Linked DNA regions of Zea mays: all the other regions are linked to region 2. Evidence: chromatin contacts called from public Hi-C data. All regions are on one chromosome and are shown on one strand. Each heading gives the region's core, a stretch centred on a gene start, on an enhancer-like site or on the middle of the called end of the contact. The rest is flanking DNA. Distances are from core to core; before and after follow the strand shown.

Region 1 (3,430 bases), core at 163-2,662, 320 kb before region 2:
TCACCGTGAGCACGGCTGATATACCAGTTTTACACTCTGCAGAGGTTGCGCATCTTTACCCACAAGTCATGTTATCCATCTGCCAAGGGGTTATGAATCCCATACACCTCAACCAAGGAAGCGAGGCAGGGTAACACTACGAGGCCTTTACAAAGTTTCACTAGCTTCAGAAAACTCGCTACAGTTTCTAGGAGGTCCCAATGCAGGGATCCCTCGCCTGACCGCCATCGCAGCAAAATCAACCCGAGGACCTCTCTACACCAACCACTCCCCTTCTGCCCTTGCCCCTTTCCGGTAAGGTAGTCCTCCACTAGCTTTCCTAATTAGTCAGCCAAGGGCGTCCCATACCACCCTTGTGGTAGCACTGTTTTCCCGGGTGGTTCTCCATGTTCCAATTAACAATATGATCTTATCATGAACAATAATTAAACAACAACATAATTGGAACATGATCATAATGAAACATTAGTTTCCCAAAACCAGGTTGAGCAATAACAAATCTACCCAATAATTCATCTGTTTGCAAGATGGGGAATAAACAATACTAGGGAAACCTATTAGGTCCCATAAAATTAACCTGAGTATGTCACAATGATTAACAACAAACATTATTAGGAAAAAAATGAGTGATCAAGGGCACAACTTGCCTGAAACTTGAGATTCCAAGTACTAGGATGGTCTTCAAATTCTCGTGACCTCACTGCTATTCGTAGAAATACAAATAAACATGATATAGGCAAAATTAACATCACTCCAAGCATAAGCACAAGATGCATAATAATAATCTACGCGTTGTTACGTGATCGTAGGTTCGAGAACCACTAAATTCGGAGCTACGGTTATAAAGTTACGAATTTCTAAAGATTTAGGAGTGGGGTACAAAAGGAATTAAGTACATAATTTTAATTTAGGTTTCATAACAAAATAAAGCTACCAGGGGATAAAGAATATTATTATGGATCTAATGCAACTGGAATGAATAAAAAATGGAGTTAAAATGAATTAAATATGAATTAAACAAGTTTATAGAATTATTTTTCTACTAGAAATCAATTTCTTATTTAATTCTGATTTTTTTCCAATGGCTCTGGACCGCGAATATGATTTCCAGAGAGCTCAGGGCTTAAACCGCAAATTCCAAGACCTCAGCGTAATATTCTTTCAATACCAAAGGACGACGTGTTGGTTTCTTAGAAAGTCGGGGGGCTTATACGCAAAATGGCGAAGGGGTATCGCATGAGCTGAGCCACACGATCACGCATCAATGCTCGAGATTTAAAATCACCGCGATCTGACCTTCGTCTGCAGGATTCAAGATCTACGGCCATGATTTTCCCCAGCTGATTGTGTATGCTTACCCTAATCCGGACCATTGCTGCCCAATCCGACGATCACCGAGTAGCCCGCCCAAACCCCGGCTGACCGCGGTACCGCTGCCCTGCCCGCGTCGCACCATCACCCGCGAAGTACCGAACCGGTGCACTAGAGCACAAATCCCCCAATCCGAAAGCTTCTACGCAATGCAGAGGCGATAGCGAACCCAACAGAGGGGTCCTTACCGGTGGAGGAGATGGAGAGAGGGTCCGACGCGGTGATTGGCGGCCCGCGGCCGGTTTTGAACGACTTCGAGCAATCCCCATGCCACCTATCGCCACCGCTGATTCCTCGACATCCCGTTGATGCTCCAAAGCTACACGTCGGCGTAGGAGCGACTGTGTTCGACGATTTTGCCCGCGGCGGTGCTTCTCTCTTCCCATGGATGCACTCAGTTAGCTCAGCTCCTTGATCGTGCTCGCCCGAGACGGTCCACGGCCATCGGGTGGATGGGCTGGTCGTGATGCGCCCCCCTTTATATTGTCGAAGCCTCGGACTTCGCCTAGAGGGGATCGGCCCGGAGATCTTGGCGCTTGTTGGAACAGACCAAAGGTTGGGGATGACCCTGACATCTAGGACCCACCCACTAGCGACAGCAGCAGAATAACGAGTAGGGGATTGGGGAGCTGCCATGTGGGGTCCTCCAGGCAGTGGTCAGAACGAATGGCGCACGCGCACACAGAGGTTGGCGTGTGGGCCCGCCATGTCGACGCATTGCAGCACCCGTGATTCGGTTTGGGCCATGTAGAGGGAAATGAAGTAGCAGGGGCGGGCAGATTTGGCCCATCCGGCCAAGGGGAGTATTTCTTTTTCTTTTATTTTCTATTTTAATTTCTATGTTGTTTTCTAATTAAAATTTCAAATTCAAATTCGAGATAAAGTTTAAGAATTCAAATTTAATGCACACTCAAAATCCTAGTATGGTGCAAAATTATATTTTATTTATTACCTTATTTAAACAAACACTTTAAAATATGCAATCTATACACAAAATATGAAGTATGTATTTTAGAAAAATAATTTTATTGTGTGCATAAAGTTCTTTAGAGAGTACTTGTAAATACATTTTTTAAAGGAAAACTAACATCATATATGGATACTTTTATTTAAAACTTTATTATACTACCTTGGTTTTAAGAGGTGTAGCCCTGGAGCTAACAAAATTCTTATTGAAAGGTATTTAAATTCAAAATGCATGGAAAATTTCACTAGACTAACAATATAATATTTCGAGGTGTTACAAATTCTACACCCTTAAAAATAATCTCGTCCTCGAGATTAGTAGAAAAAGGGATACAAAAAGTTCTGTTTGTAGTTTAGCTTTTCAGTTTCTAATTAGGGTAAAATCAATTTTTTTAACTAATTAAAAAGTGAGTAGGGAAGCATGGGTATCTTTTCATCTAGCTACCACACAAGTGGGGAGAAGGATATTTTAGGTTAAGGTAAGAAAGGTGGGGGGACAGAAGGGCTTCCATCCGGATTGGTGGATCTTGGTTCATCTCGAGTTCTGTTTGATTTCTATCCTTCGTTGACGAGGTTGATCTATCATCTTCCTTCTCCAGTCTTGGTGTTCATCATCCATGTTAGGGCCATGTACTTAAGACATAGTTGTAGGTAGACTGAATAATTTAGTAGGTAGAATAGAGAGCTTAGTAGGTGGTATATGCTAAATGAGATTAGGCATAATCTGTTTTGTTGTTTTGCTTCTAGGTTGGGCTATATAGGTCATACAACCCACTATGTAGATTAGGATGTTGTTCATGGCCGAGTTGGTCTAAGTCACCAATTTAGGTTAAAACATGTTTATATGAGTAGGGTCTAGTTTATTTCACCCGTATTAAGTAACTTACCCTAGATTAGATCATATTAGTTTAGATAGGATCTAATATTGATTGGTATGAATAGATTAGACAAGATAAGCACTAATTAATGTGGATTAGATCATGGTTGTTGTCGGTGTTTTGGGTCCGACCGCACACCCGGGGTTGCCCCTCAAGGTGTTTTTAGGAGTAGGACGGTGTCAACGACTGTAGCAAAATGGTTCGTGCCGATTGCA
Region 2 (3,156 bases), core at 290-2,789:
TGTTCTTCTTGCATAAGCACACATCCCAAGCCTTGGCCACATGCATCACAATAAATGTCAAATCCCTTCTGTAGATCTGGCATAACCAACACTAGGGGTGACATCAACCTAAATTCAGTTGATTAAAGCTATCTTGGCACTTCGAGTCCCACTTAAACTCTCTTCCCTTCTCCAGAAGTGAGGTCATAGGCTTAGCAATCCTAGAGAACCCTTCAATAAATCACCGATAATAGCCTGCAAGTCCTAAGAAACTCCGGACATCAGTAACTGTACTGGTATACTCCACTCCAATATCTCCTTGACTTTAGCAGGATCCACTGATATCCCACCATTAGAAATGATATGTCCAAGGAATGGCACTTCATCAATCTAGAACTCGCATTTGCTATACTTAGCGTAGAGTTGATTATCCCATAGCTTTTGTAGCACCAATCTCAGATGTTTCTCATGATCACTATCACTCTTGGAATAAATAAGAATATCGTTGATGAATACCACGACGAATATAAACCATATCGGGTTGAGAAAGCCGTCTTAGGAATATCAGATGGTCTAATCTTCATTTGATGATAACCTGATCGGAGATCAATCTTCGAGAACACCCTTGCACCTCTCATCTGATCAAATAAATCCTCAACGCGGGGTAACAGATACTTGTTCTTCACAGTAACATCATTAAGGGATCTATAATCCACACACATCCTTTGCGATCCATCTTTCTTCTGTACAAACAGAACCGACACTCCCCAAGGTGAGGAACTCGGACGAATGTACCCTGCTTTCTGCAACTCCGTTAACTGTTTCTTAAGTTCTTTTAACTCTTCCACTGACATCTTATATGGCCTTTTTGAAATGGGAGCAGTACTAGGTAAGAGATCAATAATGAATTTGACTTCCCTATCTGGTGGCATTCCGGGTGTAAACCCTAGAATCTAGCTCCTAAAACCCTAGTCACTTGAGAAATAATAAAGGAGTCATTTTAATTATGGATCTTATTAAAAGAGGCATATTTCCTTTAAATATTTTTTAGGAGACTATATAAAAAGACCCTTATATGAGTAATGTATTTATAAATACTTTCTTGAAGCATCTAAATTAACATATGTTATATACTATAAATTACATTCAAAAAAATAAATAATACAATGTGGAGTACACAAGTGACATATTCAAAAACATTATCATAAATAAAATAATAAATAGATTAATAAAAGTATATTCATGCATTCATGTTGAAGTTTTGATTGTGCATTTATTTGGAATTAGAAAACTGAAAACCCAGATTTAAAATTCAATTTAAACCATATTCAAACTTGAAAGAAATACAAAACTGAAAATGAGAATAAGGAAAAGAATTGGTGAACGGGCCAATTGGGCCGAATTCTCACCTGCCAGCCCAGTTTTCTTCCCTTTTTGGCCCACTAACTCCACCACTGCGTGGCTGTTGCGCTACTGGTGCGCGGGCCCACTGCCTAGTCTCAAGTGACGCGCTCTGGTGCTTATTCTCGCTGTCGTGTGGGACTCAGCCCCTTCCCACCGTCGCGTTTCTGCGGATGACATGTGGCCCCCAGGCGTCAGGTCTTTCCCCAACCCCCAGGTCGGTAGCAACTGAAGACCGAGTTCTTTTCGCCTCGGTGCGCAACAGAATCGCGTGGTGGCTGGTGGGCTTCTGCCACGGTCTTCGCAGGCCACGCGCTGGGATCCCGCTGGATGCACCGGCTTCTGCGCAGCCACCATCGAAGGTCCAACTACCTCTGCACATAAACAGTCGCGCCGCCACACTCCCAGAATTTCTCCCCCACAGCAGTACTAGGCGCAGAGAACCCCCTTCCTCCACTCGACGTCAAGCCATGGCGCACATCACACAAGTCTACTTCCTGTTCGAGCTCCTCCATGGGCGCAGGGATCTTTCGCGGTTCAGGGAGTTCCATGGCTAGAGGCTTCTGCTGCGTCACCACGGGTCAAACGGCGAGGGAAAACGCAGAGAGAGGAGGGAGATGGAGCTTCGGTGCCGCTGGTGTCGCGGGCCGCGCCGTGCGGGAGCGGGAACTGCTTTGCCATGGCCGAGGAACTTCACCGGGCCGCCGCAACCGTGCTCTGCGCCGCCGCCAGGGAGCTTCGCGTGCGGGGAAGCACTCGCTAAAACATCAGCAGCCACGCGCCGAGCTGTGCGCGGTGGTCTGGGCAACCGCGGGGAAGAGTCGTCCGGGCTCTGGACGCGCGTGGCGGCTGCGGTGCTCCCCGTACCGTAGGTGGCGTCCTTTGCGGCATCAAGTTAGGGTGCCGGGACTCGCCTCGAAGGAACTCAGTCGCGCAGTCATTCACTGGGAGCTGCCTCCAATTGCCGGTATGCGCATGTCCCAATTGTACAATGCCCTTCCGCGTTATGCATAGGATTTTTTGCACCTCAAATCCGTACACCGTGTGCTAGTGGGGGGAAAACGGCACTCCGGTGCTCGATTGGGCGGCACTCCGGTGAGGAACCTCCGTAGACTCTGGGCGGCACCGCCGTAACAGGTTCGTGTGGAGAAGATGAGCCTAACACCGTCGACCTCGTGTTGGACGGCCATGATCGAGTGTAGCGTACCGATTAGTGTAGAATAGATCTTCGCCGTTGGATGGAAATCGAGCAAGCGAGGAACCATGCGCTGTGTACCGCGGATCTCCAACGACCAGGGTCGGGTACAGGTAAAATCTAACCTAGGTCTAATCTGGCGCACAAGTTCTAGATCCGACGGCCTAGATCGCCAGGTACCCTTTCAGCCAGCGCTAGTTGCAAAAGAGCCCTCGGGGTTCTGAAAAATAAACCCGCCATCCACTCGGGCGCTCTCTTAGTCTTAAGAAGTTTTATATCAAACCCCCTGCATTTCTCTATTTTTACGCGCGCAGTCCAGTGAATGAGAAAAACAAAGAAATTGAATTAGAAATTGAATTTTAATATAAAAACAATTCCTAAAACTTGTTTAATTCATATAAAATTCATATGAAGTCCAAATTAATCCATTTCAATTCCTATAATTTTATAATATTATTGTTTATCAAATAGTGCCACTGATTTGACATGAAAGCCAGTTTAAAATTTATTTCCTAATTAATCTTATATTAGATACATAAAACCTTAGGAAATTCATAACTCCTCCGTTTTAACTCAGATTT
Region 3 (3,043 bases), core at 293-2,792, 320 kb after region 2:
AGTACTGGAACGACGTGAAGGAACCGCCGTAGTAATTGCCTGCTGGTAAAAGTTTCTGAGAACACCTCTGACACAACACAGAAACTTTCATCGAACCGGCCGGGTCTGGAGTTCGAGGCGCCGAAGCTGCCAAACTGCAGGGCCGCTGTTGCGGCTTCGGCCACGTACGGCCAGCGGCCTCGCCTGCCTCTTCGTTCCGTGCGCGCCTTGGAACGCACGCACGCACGCAACACACTTTTCTGCGAGGGCCAAGGCGCAGGCGCGCAGCTACACTCGCTGAGGATTTTCTTCGCGGCAGTCGAGCAGTTGCGGTTGCGGGCTTGCGGCACATTGAGCAAGCGCACAAGAGTCAAGGGGCGAGCGACTCGCGCTGTGTGGCGCTCGCTTCCCGCAGGTCCCACCGTTTTCCACCAGCTCGGGGCGGGCCCCGCCGCGCAGAGCAGGCGCGTCCGGCGCCGTCCTCCTCTTCCATAAGGGGGCGTTTGGTTACTTGTATGGGTGAGCCTGGCTCGTATCTAGTGAGCCTGGCTCAGACTGGACTGGCTGAGTGCATGCAGTATAGCGTGTTTGGTTGTGTGTATGTGGCCAGTCTGGTTCACAAGAGACGTTGTTTGGTTGCTTGCATGAGTACATGGTGCATGAGTTAAAAAAATTGTTAAATAAATTAAAAAATCTATTAATAGACACTAATTATATGGTAAATTGCTTAATAGATACTAATTACATGTTAATATACACTAATTATATATTAATCTTAATCACGTAATTTTTTTATTTGAAATATATATAGTATGAGTGGTCTAGTTTCGTTCGCAAAAATGTCAGGAACGCGGATATGAAATCGGTTCGATGATTAAATCTTTTAATTAGACGATATAATGAAAAAACCAATTAAAAACGTGTCTCGATATGCGTGCACGAGTAAAGAGCTGGCTGAGCGGAGCCTGGCCGCGCGCGTGCGGCCGCGCGATGCGTTTCTGCCGGGCCTGGCTCGCGGCGCTTTAAGTTCCGTGCTAGCCTGTCTCGTACGATACAACGAACCAAACAAACACTACTTTTTGCATGTGTAGATGCAGCTGCACCACCGGAGAAGGCAACCAAACGCCCCCTAAGGGACCCGAGGCTTGCCGCTGACCGACACACTGTTCCTCCAATCCCGTCCCGCCCGCCCGCGGTCGTAGTACTGGCTTGCGCCCGAAGCCTCGAGCCGTCCCCGGCGTTTCGCCCGCTGACGCAGGGGCCCCACCCCCCTCGGCCACGCTGCGGTACGGCGCGGAAAGGCTCCGCCAGCGCCAGGTCTGGCCACGGCAGGCCACCGGGTATGCGGGGCCACAGGCGGACATCGCTGCCTATGACCTGCGGGCCACAGTGACGGTGGGTCCCAGTAACAGAGAGCGGGGAGCTCGGTTGCCCGAGGGCAGGGCCGTAGCTCTCGTAGGTGGAGGGAAGGAGCGGTGTGTGTCGTCTGGGCGTGGGTCAGTTTTTTTAATCCGCAGTTTTATTATTCCGGCATTTAAAAGGCTCCCCCGGCCACGGCACCGCAGCTTTGGTTCGCCTCCCACCTCCACGCCCCGCCTCACCCCACATCCCGTTCCTTTCCTTCCACTCGCCTCCCTTCCTCCTCCTTCCCTCCACGGCTCCACCCACATCTCCACCTCTCCCTCTCTCCTATCTCTCTCCCCGTCTCTCCCTGCCGACGTCCAGGCTTCGTCGGTCTGCGACCTGAGCAAGCTAAGCTAAGCTGCGTGGGGAAGCCAAGCCACCATGGCAGCCGACGCGGAAGCCGACGAGCTCGTGGCCGCTGCGGCCGGCATCATCTGCTCGATGCGCGGGGCCGACCTCGCCGGGTGGACGCCGCCGTGGTTGCGTAGGACGGAGCCGGCGCGGGACGGGGAGCTGGTGTGGCCGGCGGTGGCGCGGGGGAAACGCTCGCGCCGCCGCTCGCCGTCCGCGGGCTCCTCGGGCAAGGCGAGGTGGGGCAGGGCCAGCCCGGCGTCGCCGCTGGACTACAGCGGTGGCTCCGGCTCCGGTTCCGCCGCGTCCACCAGCGGCGGTGAGGACGGCGGCTTCTCCTCCCTGGCCCACCGACCCGGACCGGCGACCAAGGTTCGTGCCTTCTTCACACGCTGACGACGCCCACTTCCCCCTGTTCCTTTTCTCTGTCTGAACTGTAGCCGCCGCCCTGCTGCTTTGGGTTCTTCTCCCTCCCCCACCATGCCTTCACCAGTACCCTCCTCGCCTTCTCTCTCCCTCTCTCTCCTATCAGCTGTTGCCTTCCCGAGTTTTCTTTTGCCCTTTTCCCCTTTTCCGGTTATCGTGAGTGCGTGACGAAACTGTCCCTAGTGGTCAGCAAAAAATCCTTTCCCTTCGTCGCTCCACCACCACCACCATCTTCGCTTTCCTTCTCTCATCTCCCAACTCTTTCCCTCTCAAACACACACTTCCAAACGAGCCATCCGCTAACCTCGCCCCTCCATTTTTTTCTCTCTCAATGCTAAGTTTGCTTGACGCGGACGTCAAGTCCCATCTCACGTTTCGCTTTACAGATCCGCATTCACATTCCTCTCTCTTTTTTCTATTACCTTCGGAATTTCCAAATTTTGCGTTGGATTAGACATTTGATAAGTACTTACAAAGGAAAATAGGTTCTTCGCTTTTTTTTTCCTTCCTTGGTGTATGTGCCTGTGTTTTTGTTTAATTCATTTATGCGCCGGTGGTTGACTCTTAGACGTGGGGTTAATTTAGGGCAAGTAGTGGAAGCCGGTGGGTGCGGCCGGAGCTGGGCCTTCCATGGCTTCCGTGCCGCCAGAGCTGCCCCTGGGCTTGCCCCACGGAGCGCTCGTTTTCCCGGGGGGGTAGTCCGGTCATTTTCGGCCTTCCTTTTATCCCCCGGCGCAATTGCTCGTGTGGTGGGAGCGTGGAGCCTGTGGGCCCCGAGTACTCGGGAGGTGGAGAGTGGAGACGGAGTCAAATGCGGGAGTTAAAACGCGGCGCGACGGGGTGGGTGGGGACGGGGGAGGGACGGCACGCGCGACACGTGACG

Evidence for each region. Hi-C and Micro-C count contacts between places; a contact is called where the count stands out from the background.
Region 1: a contact with region 2 is called in a Hi-C map of bundle sheath, with 4 times the contacts expected there. The contact joins two enhancer-like sites. A contact is called at or near these places in 2 of 25 Hi-C or Micro-C datasets (bundle sheath and leaf mesophyll).
Region 3: a contact with region 2 is called in a Hi-C map of leaf, with 7 times the contacts expected there. The contact joins the promoter of LOC100277660 here to the enhancer-like site in region 2. A contact is called at or near these places in 2 of 25 Hi-C or Micro-C datasets (bundle sheath and leaf).

The regions. Positions count from the first base shown.
Region 1 is chr5:95,778,054-95,781,483 of Zm-B73-REFERENCE-NAM-5.0, forward strand. No RefSeq gene overlaps it. Among protein-coding and RNA genes, the nearest start is that of LOC100282434, 50 kb to the left of the region's middle. Within about 2 kb of position 1,413, at least 19 of the 20 cell types and tissues checked have an H3K27ac peak or open chromatin away from gene starts, as enhancers often do. A contact at or near this core is called in bundle sheath and leaf mesophyll, where this site is marked.
Region 2 is chr5:96,099,577-96,102,732 of Zm-B73-REFERENCE-NAM-5.0, forward strand. No RefSeq gene overlaps it. Among protein-coding and RNA genes, the nearest start is that of LOC109939939, 73 kb to the left of the region's middle. Within about 2 kb of position 1,540, at least 19 of the 20 cell types and tissues checked have an H3K27ac peak or open chromatin away from gene starts, as enhancers often do. A contact at or near this core is called in bundle sheath, leaf and leaf mesophyll, where this site is marked.
Region 3 is chr5:96,420,772-96,423,814 of Zm-B73-REFERENCE-NAM-5.0, forward strand. It overlaps LOC100277660, which reads left to right and starts at 1,543. Exons shown (of 5, transcript NM_001151168.2): 1 at 1,543-2,106. The coding sequence starts at 1,765.